Regions from separate parts of the Gossypium hirsutum genome. Here region 1 is linked to region 2. Evidence: chromatin contacts called from public Hi-C data. All regions are on one chromosome and are shown on one strand. The core of a region is the stretch at or near the end of the contact, and the rest is flanking DNA. Distances in the headings are between cores, read along the strand shown.

Region 1 (5,581 bases), core at 1,159-3,658, 220 kb before region 2:
ATTTGGAGTCCAGCTAGGAAATTTGTCATAGCCGTCACAGTAGAAGGGATGAAAAGACGGTGCAAATTAATGAAAGTTGAAAGAAAAAAACACAGGAACTATAGTAGTAATAAAAACGGTGAAAAATCTACGTGCATGGAGGGCCCAAACCACTGCCAAGTCTCTTTTTCTCTTCAGTCTCTTCCACCACCGCAGTCAGTGGCCCCCCATCACCTTTCACAAGACTCCATTTCCCAGTCCATGACTCGTTGTTTGATTTACATGGTGTGAGTGTCCACTACTCTAAATCAACTCCATGGGTGAATGGAACCCATTGAAGCAAACTTGGCTAGCCCTTGTTGCAACAACGGTCTGCTTGATTCACCTCCCACACCAAGAAAATCCCTGGTTAAGCTCAATTCAACTTCATTTGAATTTGTGTTATTCAGCTTCGATGCAAGTACAACCGCTTGGCCACCTTGTTTTCCTTTGCTGCTGGCGTTTCTAACAAATGAGCTCGACTTTAAATCATCTAATGCAGACCCGTCTTTCACAATGGTTGCTTGATTTGAGGACAGTGAACTCACTAATTCGTTTATGTTGTCAGATTGGTCGTTTGCTCGCTTGAATAGCTTGTAAACATGGTTCTTGTTTTGGTCGTAAGTGTTGGAGCTCATTAACCCAAAGCCACTGTTATTAATTGCTGGGTTGTTTCTTGTAGATCCCATCTGGGCTGCTTTTTGCAAGAGTGCAGTGGCTGACATGTGAGTGTAGTTTTGTTGTTGGAGACTATTGTTGGAATACAAAGATGTTATGGATTCAGACAAATCTCCCTTGTTCTCTTCTTCTTGTTTTGGTCCATGTCGCAATGCTGACATGTTGAGGTTTGCACCTGCAAATGATGCATCTTCTGGGTACTTGCCGAGCCATTGTGTAGTCAGTGATCCAAACATGTTCATTGGTGCCATTCCCAAGTCAGGAAAGCTTGTAGATTTTGGTGCTAAGAAAGCGTTTGCATTACTGGGGATACCAAATGGGTTAACTTGAGAATTAGCTTCGTCAAGCCATAACTGTAGCCTTGGCTTTTGCCCATTTGAGTTGAGGTTGTCGACTAGCTCTAAACCACCGAACTCTGGCCTAAACCCTGATGAAAATTGGTGCATCCCATTGTTATTGGCCCCATGTATCAAATCATTTCTAAAGGATGCTGCCGCTGGGTTAACATTCGTTGAAACCGAGGTGAATCTCGCACTTTCTTCAGCTAAAGCATCGCAGAAAGCTCTATGAGTTATGAAGCTGTCCTTCCTGTATGATATAAAAAGAAAGCAACTAATAAAAACCCTTGTCGAATCGTTAATTAAGAGCAGCCATTTTAGGGTCAGACCTCATTAAATACTTCAACAAACTAATTATCATACGAAATTCCCCATAAACTATATATAAGCATTTGGAGTTACCTGGAAAAGAGAGTTCCACAGTCACATCTATACTCTCGAGTGCCACAAATCTTACTGTGAGCTTTCCAGTCCGACTGAACTGCGTATTTCTTGGAACATTTCTCACACTTCCATTTCTTCTCGCCGTGTTTCCGGCTGAAGTGCTTCTTGATGCCAGTGAGGTCTCCTAGAGCTCTGGATGGGTCATGGTGAACGCAGGTCTTTTCAGGGCAGATGTAAACTTTCTTTCTAACTTCTTTGTTTGTTCTTTGCTTCAGCTTCCATGGCAGATTGTGACCTCTCCTATGGAGTTGTAAATTCTGGTCCCTTTGGAAACCTTTGTTGCAAATTTCACAGAGGAATCTGTTGGTCGCCATGAGAGATTTTGGGGACAAAGCTATAACCTCTGCATCTGGATCTGCTTAATTCAACAAAAATCCATCAAGAAAATACACTTCTAAAAGTTAATAATAGTGATAACTTGATATTACATAAACTTGCCTGGTGTTCCAGGAAAATTTCTTTTCTTCTTCACTGGATTAGGGTTAGGGTTTGGATTTGGCTGTTGAGCTTGAGCTAAACCTTTGACAGTTGAGGGAATCGAAAGCCCATCTTGAGACAACATTTCTGATATACTTTGATGAATGGAAGCAGCTTCGTGAAACCTAAACTAAACTACTGCTTCAAACCTGGTGATTTAGTTTGTACTAGAAAATAGAAGAAGCTTAATTTGCTACAAAGCAAAACACAACCCAACAGATCTCTATCTCTATGGGTTTTTCCTTTTGGATTCTGAAAGAAGGGAAAGATTGATTTTTGAACTTTTTCTAACTCAGTGAAACTATATATATGTATATGAATATGGGGTTTGGTTGAAGAGGTTGTTCAGTTTTGGCTTAAAATTAACCCAAAGAAAAAACCAAAAAGAAAGGTAGCTGGAGGGAATATTTTTTTTTATCTGCTTATCTTACACGAGCTCTCTCGAAGTCAGTCAGCCATAGACTCAGCAGGACCACCTTTATATATAAGTAATTCTGATATATAATTATTATTTTATTTGCAATCGTTTTAAAATGCTACATGTGAGAGAGATCATGCAAAAAGGTCAGATGAGGTGAAATTATAAAAAAAAGTAGGTAGGGATCTGAACAAAACAAAAAAGGAAAAATTGTAAGAAGACTGTAAATTCACCCCAAGTATATATTTCATTAAATAGTTTATAATAAACACTTACCTTTTTAAAAAATAATTATATAATAGTCACTGACATGATGTAAAGTAACCGTCTTTTTTTTTTAATTATAAATTTTCTTTTCGTAACATTTTTCTTGTGCTATATCATTAACGATTTGTATATCTTTGAGGGAAATTTATTAGAATATGTTTCTTTAGGAGTATTTCTATATTTATTAGGTGTTAAGGATTCTTAACAATTCTTTCAAGTTTTTTTTGTATGCTTTTGAAATAAGAGTTAACTATTATGTTATGATTATTATACCTCAACACTAGTTGGTGTAAGTTCATGAGAGAAATTTTAAAATTAAATGGTAACCATTTAAAATAAATTTTGAAACAGTTGCAGACAAACCTAAGTCATAAACTTGACATTTAGTGATGTCCACTTCGTTATTACTTTACAAAAAATAGATAATGTAATCTTAATAAATTTTTAATTAAATATAAGTTGAAGTTAACACGTGTGGGTGTTGACTTTCACTTAAAATCGTAGCATAACCATGACTTCAGAAACTATAAATATAGGTAATTAAACTTGTTAATTTTGCACGGTAAAACAGAACAAAACATATTCTATATTCTACCTTCCCTTTACACAACTAAGTACCTCTAAATTACAATTATCAATTGCTCTATAATGGTTGCAACTTATTGAGATCCTAAGAAGGGCATGTTGGTCGGAGTATAATGACACTTCAATATTATCTTGTGGCTTGGCTTCGCGATAATACGAGTATAGGTTTGCCTGACAACAGAATCATTCATCAATTAAGAGACACATGTTTCTTCCACTTAAGCCAAATTGGGAGAGTTATTTACGTTCTGTCACTCATATCTATGTTTTATCTCTCATACAGCAAAGCGCCAATAATGCTAGAAGATATAACGTTGTTGATGGGGCTTCTGGTAGACAAACATCTTATAATAGGAAAATTCGAGCATAGTCTAGGGCAAATCCTTTATGACGCTTTCAGAATAGGTATCAACCTTTCATCTTATTTTAATAGGAATCATGTAAAGTTAGACTAGAATTGAAGAGGTGATTCAATCATCTCCATAAGAATCTAACACCCATTGATATTGATTGTTATTCTTGAGCATACATTCTTGGTTAATCGAAGGCGTTTTGATGCTAAAAAAGGCTGGCAGCTTAGTTTATACTGTGCCACTCTCGTTGTCATCTAATTCTTGAACAAATGGTACATATAGTTGGTGCTCTACAATTTTGTCTTGCTTATTCAAGGCATTGTGCAAAGGGATGTAGAGTAGGGAACAAGAAAGTGAATGACTGCCTTATGATTTTACAGTTGTAAGGGTGGTATTGACTCTAATGTATTGTGCCTATACCCTCTAAACCTCTCAATTTCCTTATAGTAAAAAATGTAAACATTAAACCGTAAAATTAATTACTTTCTAAATATTTTATATTTGTACTAACATTTTATGATTTTTTAGGTGGTCCAAGCATCGTGACCATATCACATACTAGAAGGATGATTTGGTGTCAATATGAGGCGTAATTGAATTTTAATTTAATTAAATATCACCTCATAGTGGAAATTTAATTCATTGTCTCTTTCTGATTGCAGTTTATGTAGATGTCATACCAAGTAGAAGAGATTGCAACAATAATTTCGACAAAGGCACATGTGCACAAAGCATGTTTTCATCATCTGTGCCCCCATAATTTGTTTTTCTTGCATTAAATGACATCAACTAAATCAAGTTTTATGATAGTTCGGGATGGTTCTTCGAATTTTGATAGACCCAAATAATATGGATGTATATCATAACATTTATTTGCGTTTCGTCGATAGCATAATTAGGTCACTTTGTACAACATGTGTGACATTAGAGATATCATCTTCAACATCATCTATAAGTTGCATTGATCGAGGATGAAAATTTTGTAGCTTTCAAAATATACATGGAATGGTGTAGGGCCAACAGTAAAACATACATGTATTGGTAGGGAAAGGCTCCGTTACTTCAAAATGATCGTCTAGTTTTTGAATGTTGGAAGAGGTAAGAGGAATCTACAACTGTATTGCGGCGAAGGTGTACCCATGGATGAAGGTGTTGGTATTGAGCAAAATGGCCATGGTCAAGGAAAAGGTTGGGCTTGAGGTAGAGGAGGAGGTTAAGGCCAAGGTGTAGGGCGCGACAGAGGCATTCCTGTTGAAGATGCTCTAGATATCGTACCTAATAGTCCTGATGATGGACCTAACTTTACAAATGTAAAGGTCGATCCTAGATTTTCCCAGGTAATGGATGAAAATCTTATGCACCAACCAAACTAGAAATGATGAAAATTTTTCTTGTTGTGTAACCCTTTTTCACAACTATTAAATGTAATTATGGCTTTTGATTAAATAAACTTAGAAACTTCTTAAGGTTAATTTCAACTACTTATACATCATGTATGATGGACATCTAAAAATATGTTCATTAAGATAGCAAAATTTGACATCACCTAAACCCTAAACCAATATAATTACTTAATATTAATATAATTAAAATTTTATAGGTAAAAGTAAATAATTTATATAAATCAACTAAAAAGATCTACCGATACTGATTCATCCAAGTTGCTAATATAACAATATAAGTATGGTCGTTGCATCATCTATGCCACCACAATTAAGAAGGTTACAGCGTAAGTGCACAAAGAAATTGTAATATTTTCTCACAATTATGTGTAAGCTGTGTACACCTATTTTCCCACATCACATGTTTAGTAAATATTGTAATCTTTGGTTTTTAATGAAAACCTCTTTATGAGTTCACATTTTACTATTTATTTCTTCATATCTACAAATTCTAGGGAATAGGAAAAGGATATATTATATTGTAAACAATTTCCCTCAAGTGTTACTAGTCAGAAATCCATCAATTTGATAGATTCCTATTGAATCAACATCTATACAAAT
Region 2 (5,078 bases), core at 2,432-4,931:
TAAATCTAAGCTTCCAGGACAAGTCCCTAAATGAATGCTGTAAAATTGTTTGAACATGAAGTCTATGCAAAATCTATAATATCGATAAAGGACACATGTAAATCAGAAAGAAGGATTACTACCATATACCAATATGCAAAAGAACTTACTGTTATGAATGATTCAGGATCCAAATTACAGCGCTGTATGAAAGAATCAACTGCTGCAGGACTCTGTGAAGGGAGAACCTCTAGAACATCACCAATTTCATACTTAATCACCTACAACATATAGAAAAGAACAGAAACATCAAGCAACTAACAAGGCACATGGTTTGATTCGTAAAGATGTACCCAATAAAATGGAAAGAACGGAAACGACCTACCTGAGAAACAAATTCAAATTCAAAGTGACACACATCTTTTTCATGGCTTGCTCTGGTCAATGGGAAATTTTTCACCTGCAAAGGAATATTAAAACATCAGGGATAAGAAGAAAGATAGACCAAATATCACCAAAATTAATATTTATGAACAGCCCAAAAACCAACCATGGGAAGCAACTGCCAAAAAGGTTTTAACAATCAGTAAACAGTGGATAAATATGACTCCATGTGAAAACTGTGCCATCGTTTAGTATAATACCAAATGGGCAAGACAGAGGATTGAACAAGATGGTCACGAAATATGAATTTAAAATGAAGAACATTGAATTAAATAACATAGATTTTATCATAACATAGAAAATATACTACTACCATTTTGAGAAAGGCATCAGGCTTGCTCTTCTCATGAGGAACTTTTCCGGAAGACATTGAACGAGCCCTCCCAATTTGCATCTGAAGGTATTTAAAATCTGAGAAAGTACAAGACAAGAGCATGTTATCAGAGGAGAGACAAAAACAGAAAAGAGAAAAGAAGATGACATAACTATATCTAGGAATCAACCAAGTGCACAAAGGTTTCAGTCAGAGAGGACATTGGTTGAAACTGAATAACAAGGGGGAAAAACCTTCAAAAGAAAAACATCTTTTCAGCTTAATCTTTCTCTGTCAGTGAGAAGACTGAGAAGGGGAAAGTTCAGATTTTTAGCTTTGCTTTGCTTGATTTTTCTTTTTCTTTTTTCACCCCCTGAAAGAGAAAACAATTCAAACCAAACTAATCATCTAGAGTCAATGGACAATAGTGTTGTTATTTTCTTTTCCCCCATGTTACACATCTTGACGATTCAATTGCAATATGACTACTTAAACAACAATTTGGTATTAGCCTGTTCTGATTTTTAGCATCCCCTAGCTCAATACCCTTCTACTTTTTTCTTTTCTTTTCGAGTTACCTGTTGCAGTTGATAATCGGGAATCCATGTCATTGACATTATGATAAGTGACTTGAACTTTCGGTAGGCCAATTAATTCCTCATTTGGAACCAAAAAATCTGGACCTTTTGGAAAGAAATGGGGCTTGATCTCATTTAACCTACTCCACAATGATGATAACCAAGGATCCAAAGCAGCTTCATACCTGTGCAAATATCAATTAACATTTTATAAATTAGAAGGAAAATATATTATCCTAGTTGAGTTTCATTTTAACTCACATTTAAAAATAAGCATCATTAAAGTTCCAATTTTTTAAAAAAAGAAAAACTATCCTGTATTTTGGTGGGTGAAGAAGAAATCCATATCTCTTGCAATTCAATCTAAATGATTCTTAAGTCTATTTGGCACTTTTACCAGTAACAACAAAGGTTCATGTCTTATTTCAACTTGGATGATCTTGGAATGCATTTGTGGCATAGAGATATTTCTTAACCATGAAGTACAAAGTTTGTGTGACATAAGCCACAAGGTTCCTCAAAGCTACCCTATGCTTTTAATCCATATCCAATTAGCTCTAAATGACAGTACATAGCTTCTAAAGCTTTTAATACTTTTCAGAATACCAGTGTTGATGTAAACTATCCACTCTCGGCAGTAAAGGTGATGCTTTCCAAGAATGTAACCATTCACCAATGGACGCTTACATCTCTCTTTAAATATCATCTATAAATCACTTAAATCTCTCTAAAATCTAGATTATCATGCACACTCCCCAACATTTTGTTTCCACAGGACTTTATTCACTTGATGTCTGTATGGTTTTTGCAGCATGTTCTAACTTCTAACAGGTTTTGATTCAACAGTGAATCATTTAGAGAAAGCAGAAATAAGAAGAATATTGTAGAAGAAACTGCTATCAGACCAAGTTAAATGACATTCTTCTTAAAAGTACTCGACTATAATACCCTGAAGGATGCTGATCATCTCCCAAACCTCTCTCAACAACAGCTGTAGCCCCAAGGTCTGAAAGTCTTTTATCAAGCTTCTTTGCAACAAACTGCAGCCACCACATGCCAAATTAAGTTTCGCTCTAATTATGCACCAGGAACAGCGTCAATCAAACTACATGCCAAGCAATTTAATAGAAACAAGAAACCCATAGAAAGCCACCGTATTCATAGCTTATGGCTTAAATCAAATTAATATCAATCACGAATGTAATCATGCCTTACAAATGTATAACAATCTCATTAATTAAACCCCGGGGCTATACGAGGTCGAATGCGGAGTCCTGATTTGAATCCAACTCTAAAAATCAAAATCCCATAATGTGTCTCGAGACATTAACGCATGTTTCTAGAGTGGCCTCCCCTGTTTCCCTATTTTTCCTTCAATGTGAAGATGTCTCGGGACATTGGAATTAGTGGCCTTCATGAAGCAATATGGATAATAGTGATCCGCATTGAAAATAGGCATTTGATAATAATCATAATGTCATCAAGAGTATATGAAGTCATTGGGCTCCTCAAACATTGTACTCAAAGATGAGGAACATTAACAGCACTGATATAAGCCACAAAAAATGAAGAATAAAAACAAAATATAATATAAATAAATGTTGTGTGAAAAACAGTAGATATGAATTTAAAAATGCAATAAAATCAACTGTAGAAAACCATTACATTATATTTTTGGTACCCTGAATCTCCTAATCCAAACACTGCATAGTGAATTCCTTCCAACCAATGGCTGCCAAGATTTCTTTGCAGAAGAAACCTCCAAAATACCTGCAATATAATAAATGTATGTATATAAAAGATTAGGAAAGCGAAAACAATAAATTTGAGGCATACTAGGAACAAAAATAGGATATTTGAAGAAAAAAAATAGGGTTAGCCTTGCCTTCATAGAATCTGGAGTATCCCCTTGGCCTGTGGTAGAAACAACAAAAATGACAGTGTCTTCAGCAGGCAACGAATTCTGCAAAACAGTATCAAGTAAGTTACTCAGAAAATATTTTTAAATGGAAAAAGAAAAAGGAAGAGATAAATTACAGCATCATAATCGTCGGTTGAACTAATAACGACGGTGCAGGCTCTTCGCTCAGCTTCTCGTGCAATACGCTCGGCTACATCTAATGCGTTTCCCGTCTGAGTTGCGTATAGTATGAGTAGTGTCTTCGTCTTCATCTCCATTGCTAAACTTGGAGAATAAAGTGCTCCTTCTAGGGTTAATCGGAATCGACGGAAGATTCAAGAATCTGTAGAAATAAGGTTCGCGGAAAAAGTGATCGCGGGTCGGGTTAAGTTAGAGGTTACGTCCAGATGCCTTCAGAACCCTTAATTCTCTGCTTAAACTCTTTTGGCCCGTACCGTGACTTTGGTACTTGTGCTATTTCTTTTAATCTCTATTTTTATTTTAATGTAAATTACATAAACAGTCATCTGATTATTAGAAATTTTATTGTCAAGTCTAGAGGTGTCCATGGGCCGGGCGACCGGGCCCAGCCCGATGACCCGTCCGAAATATGGGAGGATTCGAGTAAAAATATAGGCCCGAAATATGGGTTTGGGTAAAAAAAGAGGCCCGTTTAGAAAACAGGTCGGGCCTCGGGCACCACTTTTTTGCCCGACCCAGCCCGGCCCGAATATATAATAAATTTTTTTTATTTTTTATTTTTAAAATATTTTTAAAATACTTTTTTATTTATTATTTTTAAAATAATTTTTTGGTGTTTATTAAAAAATGGGCCAGTCTCGGGCTTAGAATTTTTTTCCCGAGCCGGGCCTGGACAAAATTTCAAGCCGATATTTTGGGTCGGGCCAGGGCCTAGGATGCGAGCTGAATTTTTTTGGGCCCGACCCGGCCCATGGACACCTCTAGTCAAGTCGCCTAACTTATCAATTTATCTTTTTAGTCCAAAACCGTTAAAATAAAATAAAAAATAAACCCAAAATGGTACCGTTTTGATAAGTTTTAGGTGCTTTAAAGCCCTGAAGAATAAAGGGGAAAAGAATGCATTGCTGCAGGGTTATGGGAGGCGCTACCACCTCTGCCCCGCCTTCCGCCGGCTCCGATTTTGGAAGCAACATGCTCTGGTTCTACACAGACGATGCTCCAGGCTTGAAGATCTCCCCTACCGTTGTCCTAATCATGACTCTTTGTTTTATTGCATTTGTCGCCGCTCTCCACATTTTTGGCAAGATATATCGCGCCAAAGCTGGAGCTGGACTATGAATCGTGACCCAACCCGGTCTCATTTTTTTGGGGATCGATGACCTATTCTTGAATCAGTAACTAAAAATAATCAAATTACACTATTTCCCCATTTTTTTAACTTTTAATATTATAAATGATGGATGGGTGGCAAGCTTGTAATTATCTAATGTTGTTTGATTCAGTTAATTTTCAAATTTTCATTAGAGTTAGTTCACTGTTTCTGCTGTTATAATGAACAACAATCAAAGAGTTTTAAAACACCGTTTTGGGGTTAAAAATAGTTTTTTTTAATTATAAAATTACATGAAAATTATGGGAAAAAAATAATAGAAAAAAAAATACATGTCATTAAGTTAACTGCCACAGTAGTCTACCGTTAGTGTTTTAACGGTTTTAGACTAAAAAAATGAAGGGCAATTTACCAATAAAAGTCTTTTTTTTTTAATTACCGAAATGGGCCAATTTTTAATTATTTACCGGAATGGTCCATTTTCCGCGAAATCGCGTCCACGTCAGCGCGATGCCAGGGTACGCGCCAGGAAATCGCGTCCACGTTAGCGCA

What was found. A called contact is a pair of places that touch in the nucleus more often than the background predicts.
Region 1: a contact with region 2 is called in a Hi-C map of leaf, with 2.0 times the contacts expected there. The contact joins the promoter of LOC107954352 here to the promoter of LOC121203456 in region 2. A contact is called at or near these places in 2 of 34 Hi-C or Micro-C datasets (both in leaf).

The regions. Positions count from the first base shown.
Region 1 is chrD07:17,825,417-17,830,997 of Gossypium_hirsutum_v2.1, reverse strand. It overlaps LOC107954352 (zinc finger protein BALDIBIS), which reads right to left and starts at 2,408. Exons shown (of 3, transcript XM_016889886.2): 1 at 1,917-2,408; 2 at 1,437-1,833; 3 at 1-1,284. The coding sequence starts at 2,040. The coding sequence ends at 288.
Region 2 is chrD07:17,608,287-17,613,364 of Gossypium_hirsutum_v2.1, reverse strand. LOC121203456 (NADPH-dependent diflavin oxidoreductase 1-like) reads right to left here and starts at 3,681. Exons shown (of 13, transcript XM_041097633.1): 1 at 3,352-3,681; 2 at 3,200-3,277; 3 at 2,980-3,084; 4 at 2,263-2,354; 5 at 1,315-1,499; 6 at 737-834; 7 at 365-439; 8 at 150-260. The coding sequence starts at 3,492.